2 separate regions of the Mus musculus genome follow, and region 2 is linked to region 1. A link is a contact called in public promoter capture Hi-C data. All regions are on one chromosome and are shown on one strand. The core of a region is the stretch at or near the end of the contact, and the rest is flanking DNA. Distances in the headings are between cores, read along the strand shown. Region 1 holds the start of Ptp4a1 (protein tyrosine phosphatase 4a1). Region 2 holds the start of 4931428L18Rik (RIKEN cDNA 4931428L18 gene).

Region 1 (6,429 bases), core at 3,779-6,278:
TAGGAATGGGATGCCCTAAAAGGACTTTAGGTTTAAAAGTACTTGAAAATACCTAAATATTGATTGAATATTGTTGAGGAAGAGTTTAAGAATTCAAGGAATCAATCATTAGAGTCCATGTGGTAGTACACACCTTTAATCCCAGCACTTGGGAGGCAGAGACAGGTAGAGCTGTGTGAGTTTCAAGTCAGTCAGACCCTGTCTCAAAAGAAAGGGGGAAAAAAAAGGAAATAATTTATGAGAACTTCCTTCACATTTTCCGAATTTCCAAAGGCTTTTTTGTTCATTTGCCCTCATTCAGTGTTCTCCAATGACTGAGTGCACAGGTGGCAATGTTTTCTCCACCTCCCAGAGTAAATGTCACACCTGTTAGCTGGGGAAAAGTACGACTCCTGTAGCTTTCCTAAAAGACACAGCAATCGCCTGTGAGCAGGAAACTGTTCAAGAACCGTTGATGTTCTTATGTAAGGCTGCCTCTGTTAGCGATGCAGCGTCGGTCAGTGCCTATCTGGATTATCCACAGCCTAAATGCCAGCTCCAAGAATTAAATCTGTCAAGAGCGGGCTCTGCCATAGGATATGCAGCCAACCTTTAACATTTACATATACCGCACTCCTTTCCTGTATCCATAGTAAATTCTCTTTTCCTAAGCTTTTTTTTTTTTTTTTTTTGCTTCCTTTCAGACTGGCATAATATAATTCAACATGTTCTAAGACAGTCACGTGGAAGCTATAGCTCTGCAGATTTACAATTCCCAAATGATCTGTATTCAGGCTGTAGAATCACAAGAGAAAAAATGCCTAATTTTCTAAAATTAATACTTCTCAAACTAGATAAACTAGATTTCTTCAGGTACCAGAATGTGAGCCAGAGGATAGGAAACTGCTGAGTTGTTTGGGGCCATAGTAAATCTTTCATTCGGCCTAAAGAAAATCTTTTTATCACAAAGTTAAAAATACTATTCTTGCCGAGCGGTGGTGGTGCTGTTGGTGGCGCACGCCTTTAATCCCAGCGCTTGGGAGGCAGAGGCAGGCGCATCTCTGAATTCCAGGTCAGCCTGGTCTACAGAGTGAGTTCCAGGACAGCCAGGGCTAAAAAAATACTATTCTCTTGACCAATCTGTCTTGTCACATCTTGATGTGCACACTCCACTCCCAAGGAAGTATTCTTTATATTAAGTAGCAAAAGTTGTTAAAATGAAAACATATTGTCTGGTTTGAAGAGGATGTGAGCAATTCTCAGGTTTGCATGGAAGTTTGACAAGGGGAAGAGAATGCTTATGATACAGATTACAGAGAATATTCTTAACTTTTCAAAATGTTAAGTTTCTGGCTTTAGTTTTAGAAACTATTACTTCTGATGATTTTATTTGATAACTTACTATCTTCACTTTAGCCAGGCATAGTAAGGCACATCTGGAGTATTACCACTTGGGAGGTAGGATAAGGCGGCTCAGGAACTCAAGGCCTATGTTAGCTAGTGTTTGAGGCCAGCCTGCATCACCTGAGACCTTACCTTAAAAACAAAAGCACAAACCTCAAAAAGATGCTGAATATTGATACGCCTGAGTTTATTCATGAATGTTTAGCTGTAGTAATCTCCTATTCGACTGAAAGTTTCTATGTAGTCTGACTTTATGAAACATAATGGTCTGCATCGGCCTATGGATTTCCTCTGAGGTTTATTCCTTGAAAAGTTTATTGCAAACAAATTTAGCCCCTCACTGGAAATTGCTGTCAAAAATTCCAATAGGAATTTTGACATAATACTGTGTTTTTATTCAAAGCATCTGACTATAGTAATATTTCCTTTCTTTCTTTTTCTTTTTTCTTTTTTTTTTTTTTTTTTTTTTTTTACCTTTTTTCAGTTCTGGGAATTGAAAGTTCCCAGAGTTCAAGGTCTTGCAAGGTACTCTAACCACTGAGCAATATCACCAGTGCTCTTGTTGCATTTTAGTTGTGTATTTTTGGGTGGGAGCAGGTGGTGCTTACAGAGGCTAGAGAAGGGCATCACAAACCTTGGATCTAGAGCCCAACACAGGTGCTGGGAACCAAACCCGGTCTTCTAGAACAACTCAGATTCTTAACCACTCCAGTACAGTTTTGCTTTATGAGACAGAGTGAATGCTGGATCTTCTGGCCTCCAACGTAATTGAGATTACAAGTCTGTATAACTAGACCCAGCCTGACCCCAAAAAAAAAAAAAAAAAAAAAAAAAAAAAAAAAAAGATTTACCCATAGGATGTTTTAGTTTTTAGGTTTTATTGCTATCCTAAGCAATAGTGACAGTGGCCATTGCTGTATGCCCAGTTTTGCTAAAACCTTTCTTAAGCATGGTAATGGGAGCTCTGCCCAAGTATCTACACTGCTACCCAGCTCTAGCTATCTGGTTACTTGCCCATACCAAATATACTTAGTCCACATATACATTATTTGGTGGTCCCCAGTTGATAATGTCACTTGTGATCTTTCTGTGCAACAATATCATTTTGCTATGTAAATGTAATCCTTTGGTGGGGCTTTTATGGCCCCATATAATCCAAGGATTCTGAGAGTGAAATCTCTTTATACACTTGGCATAAACAGAATCATTGTTTACAGATGTGCTGTGCTTAAAAGATTCTCTATTCTCATTCGGATTTGATCTGTTGCCTTCTGAGGCCTTTAATCTTCCGTGGTGACCTTCCCTGCATTGCTTATCTTCTAGGTAATGTTTTTGATACTTAGCATATGCTGATAAAAGCTCCAAGGACAGGTTTTATTAAGGAGCTTCAAGTGGCCATCTTGTTTGGCAAAAGTGGTTCCCTTCCACTTAGGATTTCTGGAGTCTAATCACTAGATTTTCAAGGTTGTTTTCTTCTTTTAAAGTCTGTTAAATAGAGGTGCTTAATGTGCCAACCACAAGTGGGTAAGTCCTATTGACTTGGTCCACAGGGATCTCCTTGCTCAATGTTGGGATACTTACTCCTGGGATCAGCTTCCAACTATTCAATGACTAGAACAGACACCCTCAGCAAACAAAGAAACCAGCCCAAGACACCAAGTAACAGCAGCTGCCAAAGAGACTCTGACTGCCTTGTGAGAATTGAGTGGACTGACCAACAAGTTTATATCTGGTTTAAGATACATTCTTTCAGCAGCAAAGGATGGAAATCTGTCCCTTTCCAAAATAGGACTGGGTGATAATTCCTTATAAAAGGATAATCCCGGTGGAGACAATTCCCCTTCCTGAGAGCAGAAGCCAATCTTCTAGGGCTCAATGAGGACAGCTAACCAAGTACCATACATCAGCAAATATCGTCAGCAATTACGGGATCTGTGGATTACACAGCTCACAATTTGCATCACGAGTTCTACAAGGAAACCAAGACACTGATTTACCTTTGCTTGCTATTTGCTCAGTTATTTTAGCTCACCAAATTCCCCTTTGGAAAAGGTGTCATTATTTTTGTTTTACAGTGTTGACCAACCTTTGGAATAGGGGAGGCAGATTTAATATGCCTAAGTATGTTATTAATACAAGTTGGCCAAGCTAGTCACTAATTATTCTGCCCATGTTTTTCCAAAGCTTAAGTAACACTTACCCAAAGTCACTGGTCATATGAAAGGTTTTAGTTCTGTAATACTCAATCTGTCTTCGGTTGAGTTTCCTGGTCTGCTCAACTTCACTTTACTGTTCAAAGACTTTTCTTTTAATCTCCCTGCATTTTCTTAGGACTTACATAATTTAATTGTTACCTCACTTTACCTCTATTTGTGAAGGGATCTATGCTTCAAGTTCTTGACTTTAAATGGATCCCTGGCCAAGCAATTTTTAATGACGATGAGTTGCTTTTTGTTGTTGTTGTTGCTGTTATTAAAGGTCTGCCCCCCCCTTTTTTTAATGTACTTACGTTGCTTACAGATTGCATGTTTATAAGACATTTAAGTAACTATGCAAGGAAGTCTCTAAATAGAAGTGCTAATAAATCACAAAATTCGGTACACAATAAGAGAGAGCACAACTTATGATTTCTCCGGCCTAATGTGCAGAAAAACAGGGAACAAAAGGCCTCAGTGTTATTGGAAAGCTGAGTTCTCCAAAGCAGGTAAAGGTCCTGTTTACCTGTCCTAGACAAGCGAGCAGAAAGGGTTTTCAGATAAAAGCTGCCCTTGTATGATCAGAAACAGCTGCACTCAGGCTTCACTTAGAAGCCTAGATTAAAAGGACACTGGAACAGGACTGAAGATCAACAAAAGGGGAAAGCTTAGCTTTTGACGCAAAAACTTACATCAGCCCTTGATAAAGCCGAAGATTCTTAATTTAAAAAGAAAAAGAAAAAAAAAAAGCTTCCCCTTAGCAAAAGCTAACCTTTCATTATCTGAGAATGAGCAGCAGTACAAAGGATGCATGTGATTTCGAAATGCCACAAACGAGCCAACTGCAGTTGCCAGAATCAGCAGTTTAGGGGTGTAACCTAAAAAGAAAGGGGGTGGGGGGAGAAGAAGAAAGGCTAGGAAGCAACTAGGCTTCACGTGCCTCGAAAGAAAAAAAAAAAAAAAAATAGGGACATTTCCTGGGTTCCACCGGCTAATCTCTGCGGAGAGCCTTCCCACACGTGGAAGTGCCCGTGGTGACGAGAATCCCTAGTCCCAGACTAGGGCCGGGCTCTGGAGCGGTGAGTCAGCCGCCCAGCGGTCATGCGACATCAATATGGAGTGATGACGGAGATCCCCGGGCGCAAGGGCCAAGGTAAACCGTTGGCCAGCGCGACAGAGCTATGGCCTCGGGCTACAGGGTTCCGCCCGCCGGAGAGGCGTTCCAAGTTGAGGCGAACTCGCGGCTCTAGCGACCGGAGCGTTTGGTGGCGAGGACCAGCCAGCACACCGCGCCATTCATCAACCGGTTCGCACCGGTGGCGGCTGCCCCGAGTGACGTCTGCGTCCCGGGCCCCGCCTCGAGCCGCAGGCGTCCCGCGCCGTGATTGGCTGCCGCCTGTGCGCACGTCGCGCCGGCTATAAAGGGGCGGACTTGTGACGCAGGGGCGCCTGGGCGCGCGCATTGGCTCTGGGCTGCGGCCGGCTCGGCGACGCTCCTCGGGCAGCTCACTGCATGGTCGTCTGGTGCCCCCGCCGCCTGCATCCCCGCCGCCGCCCCGCGACGCCCACCGCCGCCTGCCCTGCCGCCGCCGCCTGCGCCGCCTCGGGACCGGCTGTATGATTAGGCCACAATCTTCAATGAGTAGACATATTCCTGTGAGTACCGCGGGCCCGGCCTTTGTTAGAGCGAGCGACCGAGGAGGGAAAGGAGGGTGGCCGGGCGACCGAAACGCCGGCGGCGGGGCCCGGACCCGGAGCGACCGGCAGGGCAGCCCAGCGGCTTTGTGCGCGTGCCACCCTGCGGCCTTTGTTCCGAGAAGCCGCGCGGGCGTCGTGGACGTGGCCGGGGCGGGGCGGGGCTGCGGGGGGACCGGGACCGGGCGCCCGGGGCCTCCCAAGATGGCCTCGGTGGCCGCCCGCGCTCGCCACCGTGAACCCGTGATTGCGGACCTCGCGACTGTGCGCGCCGCTCAAGCCCGGGCTTGCCGATCGCCGCCGGGCTTCGGTAGTGGCGACCCGGTCGGCGGAGGGGGACTCTGACTCGGCCCCGAGGCGGGCTGCGCGTGGGGCGGTCCGCTCTTGGGCTGGAGCAACAGGAGCTGCTGGGCAGAACTGCGCGGCTCCTGTTGAGCGAGCAGCCCTGCACCATTCCACCGCTGGCGAGCTGAAATTTCCACGGTGTCGGAACGGTCTGTGCGGTGACCAGAGGTCTGGATTCCGGAGCTTAGGGGTCATGAATCCTATCCTGGCTTGCTTTTTTTAATTATTATTATTATTTTGCTGTTTGCTTCGTGCCGGCTAAAACGGTTGGAAAACCAGAAAATCGCGATCTGTTCCCGGAAGGAAACAGCGCTTGCACACGCGCTAGATTGGGCGCGTTACCTGAAACCTGAGTGTATTTGGAACAGAATTGGATAAAGCAGATGATCCCACAGACTGGTTTGATTCTAGAGTCTGACAGACTGAAGCTAATGCTACACACATACACACACACAAATGATCCTTTTTTTTTTTTTTTTTTTTTTTTGCTTATGGTGCATGCAATTAAAATGGGACGATCTCGTCGTGTATCTTGGCTGCCTATCATGTTGAGGTTTTGCCTGTGAGGGAGTGGGAGGATATTATTAAGAAGGATTTCGGTGGTCTCCACTGTTTTAACAGAAGTGTCCTCCAGCCACTGGGTGGCTCCACTCATTTCAAAGCAGTTCAGGAAAATTTTTTTCTTGCTGCCCTCCAGCTTCCTAATGGAACTCTTTAAAAGCTATATCGGACCTGTGTATGAATGTTCAATAAAGTGCCAAATTAACAAAAACAAGGAAGAAAAAAATTTAGGACCATTTTATATACACGG
Region 2 (5,958 bases), core at 2,798-5,297, 270 kb before region 1:
CCTTCACTTAAATCTCTCTCTTACCTTGAGAACTGATTCAACTGTCCTTTACAGAACTGGACAATGGCCTGCACCACCCCTCCCCCATCCCTCCTACTCTTCTTTGACAGTTGTAGCCTTTAATTTCTTATACATGACTGAAGGACTGATGATTAATCAACAGATTTCTTTTGTTGTTGTTGCTTCTCTCAAACTCTACTGAGCAGTATGATGGCAGGTGGTTTTGACTACTCTGTTTATTAATGTACTCAAGATGACAGAGTTTGACACTGAGCAGGCACTACTAGCCACATGTTGAATAAGAGAACACAACTTGAGAAAGGATCTGCTAAGTTTATTTTAATCCTTGCAATAAAAATTTTAACTAGGTGTCTTCTTTAACTGATTTTTATAGATTGACTAACCTCAAGAATTTTGGAAATTAAATGACTCCTTCTCATCAAGTAGAGGGTAAATGAGCTCAAGGTCTTAAAATTTTTCAACATAGCTGCTATACAATTGCATTTTCCTTCATTCAGTAATTATTTCTTGAGTGGGTATGCCATAAAAGGTATCAAGTTATAAAAATCATTAAAGGTAAATAAAATATGGAAGTTATCTACCACAAACTTACCATTCCTCGATATATTTTTTTAACGAGTACCTGACTACTGAGGTAATCCTAGTGTAACAATATTCCACCTTTGCTGTCCTTTCCTCTCTCATTCTTTAAACTAAGCTGAGAATAGTTGCTGTTAGCTCTTTATCAGCACCAGATCATGTGGTTTTATTTTATTGTCATCTGTAACCATAGATTTTATTCATTTAAGGTATTCTAGAGCTTTAAAAATGATGTATCTTGTCAAAAATATTCTATTTAAATATGACTCAAGTTTTACTTTTGTTCCTCCAGAGTTTGGAAGGCAGTAAGATGCAAATGCAATATAACAAACCCAAAATTTATATTTCTGGTTATATTTGCATTTCTGAAATGGAAAATGATGATTCTACAGATGATGGTTTTAACACGGGTGATAATTGTAAAGGATTTTGAGATGATTAGCTGCAAGATACTAATAAAATCACACTGAGACCATCTACATTTTAAAAGTAACATAATGAGACTAAAATAGGAAGCAACCCTGATTTCTTTGTTTTTCTTAATAGATAGCAATTAAGTGTTATGATTGTTCCAGGCTTGATATTCTTCTGATTGCAACTCTTTCCTTGTCGTATTCTCTACAAGTATTACAACCTATAAAAATATTTTTACAATATAAAAACAATATCTACTTCTTAGCATTGTCCACTTGAAGACCATGCAAAGGCACACGTAACTTGTCCCTTCACAATAGCCTGGCAAAAGCACTCACATGGCATTCACATCATCAGGACTGAAAATGGCTCTCCCAGGCTTACGCAATTGTACATGGTGGGTGCAGAACCAAAGTCCACTTATCCTAAAGCATGGAGGGGGGATATCTGATTGGCTTCTATACAGACCAAAACATGAAGGAGGTTACCTGAGGGTATGCTCTGCCTACCAACAGGTAGGTTTATTACTTTTGCACACACTTGCTTTCCTCCTTATCTACATCTCCTCCTCTTTCCCTATCTGGAAGGGAGTTTTCTAGCACAAGTTACTCTTCCCTGCACACGCTTTCCCCCTCAGCCATGAGCAATATTGTTAGTTGAAGTTCCTGTGGATCCCTACGAACACTAGTCAATAGAAATGAATGTAAACAGTTGTCAAAACAGATAACATAATTCCATTCCTCCGTAGGGGGGGGCGGGGGGGGGCTGCCGAAATGTCACGACAGAGGTGTTTTCATAATTGCATATTTTGGAAGAATAACTCTGTTTAGTCAAGCTGAGCAGAGGTCCAAGATGCTGCCATTGACAACCTGTGAAGTCGTTCTTCACAGCAATTTTAGAAACCACCGTGTAAATCACAGCAGAATTGATGGTCAACAGTCCTTACTGGCCAAGGACAAGCACCACTCAGCTGCCCCTCTGGTCACATTTCAATACTTTCAAAGCCCTGGTCTTTCGCAGACACTGGCCCAGATCAATCACTTCTCGATGTCTGGAGTGGCCTGAGCCTCAGCACTTTTTAAAGCTCCCTGGGTAACCACATGTATAGGCGGTGTTGAGAACCACGACTTTAGTGATCAGAACAATCCATCTGACCACTTCATTTTTTATCTCCTGGTTCACCTTTCTGTCCCTTGTTCTGTCTCTGGATGACAATGTAGAGGAGTCATCATGTGACTTTAACTATATAATTTCCATTTCTGGTTTGAATGCCTCAGTGGCCTGTCTTCCACCTAATCAAAATATCTAAATACATGAAACAGAAATACAGAAGAAAAATGTACCTTAATTTTTTCCATTTATCCTAATTGATATTTAAACTGATTTTAAGCATCATTTTTTAAAATATACGTTTTTAATAAATAGTAATGAAATAAACTCATTCAATAGTACAGAAAATACAAGGAACACGGAAAATTTATAAAAATAATAATGTACAGTTAGGAAGATAGAAACAAGAGAAAATGAATCTACACATATATCTATAAATATTACTTTTTCAAATAAACATGTGTCTCACAGGACACAGCAAATTATTTATAGTCCTTTCTTACTTATATGTTCCAGAACAATATTGAAGCCCTAGATTGAAAACATCCTAAATCATGTTAAAATCAATGAAAAAGCAACCAAATGAATTTTTCTGGTGACAATAATGACAAATCCCTATGTAGCAGATTGTATGGTAATGTAATTAGTTAGCTGAAGTTCTTCAGACTGCTGATTTAAGTGAATCACTTATTTCATGGTCATAGCTCTGCTGTGTGATTGACCATGTAATAACCTAGATGGTTAACCTGAAAATATTTTATTCAGCTCTCACTATAGAAATGGAACAGCACCTTATTGTATGAAACAACCATATGTCATAACAGTAATAGAATTGACTATATTTGATCAAAACACCACTAAAATTCTGAACCTTTCTAAAATATGTCGGGGGTGGGGGGAGAACATAAACAACCAGTATTCAAAGGTAGAAAAAAAAATGTTCTTGTCATGATTTCTTTCTATCTCTTCTTATTCATACAGTTTCAGGAAATATTAAAATCCAAATCCCTTTGGACGGTCATCCTGACTTCAAGTGTTTCAGCTTCCCAGATATAGGATGCTCTAGCACTGTTCCGTTCCACGGGCTGGGGAAAGTTTACTAACAGCTTCTTTCTAGGAGTGCGAAGATCAAGGAGCATTTCTTGGATATCAATTTGAATTTCAGAAGGGTTTGTATTGGGCAGTTTAATTTTCACCACCAGCTCCTGGCAGCATGCCGTTGAAGGATCCTTTCTTGTTAATCCTAGGTATACGTCCTCAGTTCCCACAGTTTGTTGGAATACAATCTCATAATCTGGAATTTCACGAACATCCCATATATCATCATGCTCTGCTCCTTCTGGAACCTCTTCTGGATTCCAGATGTTCTCACTTTCATCACTCCTGGGTTCAGGAATAGCTTTGGACTCTTTTGCTTTAGGTGGTCCAATATTCCCAGGGCCCATGGCTCCAATAGTAAATGAGCATTGCCCCTGTTCAAAATCAAAACCATCCTCTTCTTCGGGATTGAGGAGACTGGATAGTGCTTGAAGGGACCAGGCAGAAGACAATGTCACAAATTGCATATTTTTACCTTCCTTGCTCTTTGCTTCCAAATTCCCTGTTACCACATTCTCAGCTTCAGCATTTTCTGATTCCATTATTCAAATATAGATAAGAGTGTACCTCAAGGGTAGAGTGCTTGCTAAATGTGGAAGAAGGTCTGAATTGGATCCCAGGTGCTTGGTCAGTGCTGTTCACAGCCTAGGAGCCGAAAATAAACTGCCACTCGCTGTGCGTTGCTCTGTTGCCTGGGTAACAACTTTGTTGAACTTCCCTTTTCCACCTCTAGTTCCTGCTTGACTCTGCTAGCCAATCACAGGAGAGTCTCCTTTGAAACAATACCAGCAGCAGCCAATCCCAGCTCGTCCCGTTCAGGGTCTATGGCTGCCATTTCTAGTTAAGTAGATCGACCTGGGTTAGGCTGTGGGATCCATCATGCTAGCTCCTGAGAGTTCACAGCTTCTCTGCGGTAGTCCGGGTCCTCCCGCTTCTCTCAGACTGCCTCTCCCCACCTCTGCCTTTACTTTGAAGACCAGATACCCAGCTGGCTCAGCCACAGAGGTAAGAGCAGGATGTTACCATTTGTCCTGCAAGCTTTTTGCAGTGAGCTTTTCTCCCCCTCCTCCACTCCGCCCCCACTCCTCCTAAGCATCATTTTTAAAACCTGAGTGGGTTTCTATTCCTTTTCTAAAGTATTTTATTTTTATTTGGGAGGGAGTTGAGTGGTGGCTCAGCACTTAACGTTCAGTGCTCTTCCAGAGAACTGGGGTTTATTTCTCAGCACCCACATAGACGCTTATAACTCTGTAATTCAGTTGCGGGGCATCTTTTTCTGACCTCAGTGAGCACCAGGTACACATGTGGTATGCAGACATACATGAAGACAAAACACTACTCCGCTACTTTACTTGTGCCAACCTGACATATACCTAACCAAGATCTAGGTGGGAAGAAAGAATCTTGTGTTTCGACTAGCTTTTGATTACACAGCCATCTCTCCAGCCCAGGAAGAGTGAATTATAAGTGAGAAAATAAAAGTGGCCTATAGGCAAAAATGGAGGACACTTTCTCAATGATTGATGTGGGAGGGCCAGCCCTCAGTAGGCAGTACTACCCCTGGGCAGGTGGTCCTGGATTACATAACAAAGAAGGTAACAAAGAAGGCTAAGGAAGCCTTGGGGGTCTAGGCAGTAAGCAGCCCTCCTCCATGGCTTGTACTTCAATTCCTGCCTCCATGTTCTTGCCTTGAGTTCTTGCTCTGAGTTGTCTCAGTGATGGAGTGTGATCTGAAAGTTGTGAGCTAGAATAAGCTTTTTTTCCCACCCATTTGCTTTTGGACATGATGCTTGATCACAACCATATGAATCATAATTAAGATGAAAAATACTAGCCAGACTGTGGGATATTGCTGTGGAATACACCTAACCATATTGTTTGCAGTTGGGGAGGGGTGTGGAAAAAATGGACAGAATAGCCATTGGTGCTCAGAGCTCAATAAGCTATTATTCTATGGGAGCTTGGAAGATAAGAAGGCTGAGAGCTATGTAGGCAGTGCAGACTTGGTTTGTGAGTTTCACAAGGATATAAAGACTACAAGGGCCAGGTGAGGTGGTGCATGCGTTTAGTCCCAGCACTCAGGAAGCAGAAACAAGCGGATCTCTGAGTTCATAGCCAGCCTCTTTTACTGTGTGAGTTCCAGGAGAGCCAGGGCTACACAAAGAAAACCTGCCTCAATCAATCAATCAATCAATCAATCAATCAATTGCAATAAAAACTACCGGACTTGTTTGGGTGATATTTTAAATTAAAGATCTGTGGTTCTTTAATCACCTGGGATCTGAAGAGTCTATTGAGATTAAGAAGAGACTAGCATTGTTGAGGTAAAATTTTCTGAAAAGGGTTTCCTCAAGTTTGGCATACAGAAGCTATGATCCAGATGGGATTCAGGCTGTATGTGCATTTGCTGCCAGCCAAACTTTGTAATGTGTAAGAGTTTCCCAGGTGGTGCTGGTTTAAAAGGAATGAAGGAGCCATGGAGAACAGCTGAGGCTTGGAGCCTGGCAAGGCCCTTGGTGAAGGTGCAGCCTCAGGTACAGTGAAGCCCAGGATTACAGATGTCATGGGAGAAAATTGAGGCTTAACACCCTGTAGAATAGCCAGAGTCCCCAAAGAGAGCTCAGAAGAGGTTATTGGAAAAGGTGCAGACCTGTCACAGTGCAGCCCGCAGAACTTTGGAGATGCCAGTACGACAGAATGCATAGCCAATATGGGCGCAGCTGTAGAGTAGAGCCA

The links. Promoter capture Hi-C pulls out the DNA fragments that hold promoters and counts their contacts.
Region 2: a contact with region 1 is called in a promoter capture Hi-C map of trophoblast stem cells, with 2.7 times the contacts expected there. The contact joins the promoter of 4931428L18Rik here to the promoter of Ptp4a1 in region 1. A contact is called at or near these places in 2 of 39 promoter capture datasets (pre-B cells and trophoblast stem cells) and 1 of 115 datasets of contacts at active chromatin or transcription factors (bone marrow-derived macrophages).

The regions. Positions count from the first base shown.
Region 1 is chr1:30,948,354-30,954,782 of GRCm38.p6, reverse strand. Ptp4a1 (protein tyrosine phosphatase 4a1) reads left to right here and starts at 5,028. Exons shown (of 6, transcript NM_011200.2): 1 at 5,028-5,234. LOC115487084 (a long non-coding RNA gene) reads right to left here and starts at 4,912. Exons shown (of 1, transcript NR_164183.1): 1 at 3,445-4,912.
Region 2 is chr1:31,220,745-31,226,702 of GRCm38.p6, reverse strand. 4931428L18Rik (RIKEN cDNA 4931428L18 gene) reads left to right here and starts at 4,047. Exons shown (of 3, transcript NR_033445.1): 1 at 4,047-4,227. Dnaaf6 (dynein axonemal assembly factor 6) reads right to left here and starts at 3,864. Exons shown (of 1, transcript NM_029062.2): 1 at 2,416-3,864. The coding sequence starts at 3,764. The coding sequence ends at 3,108.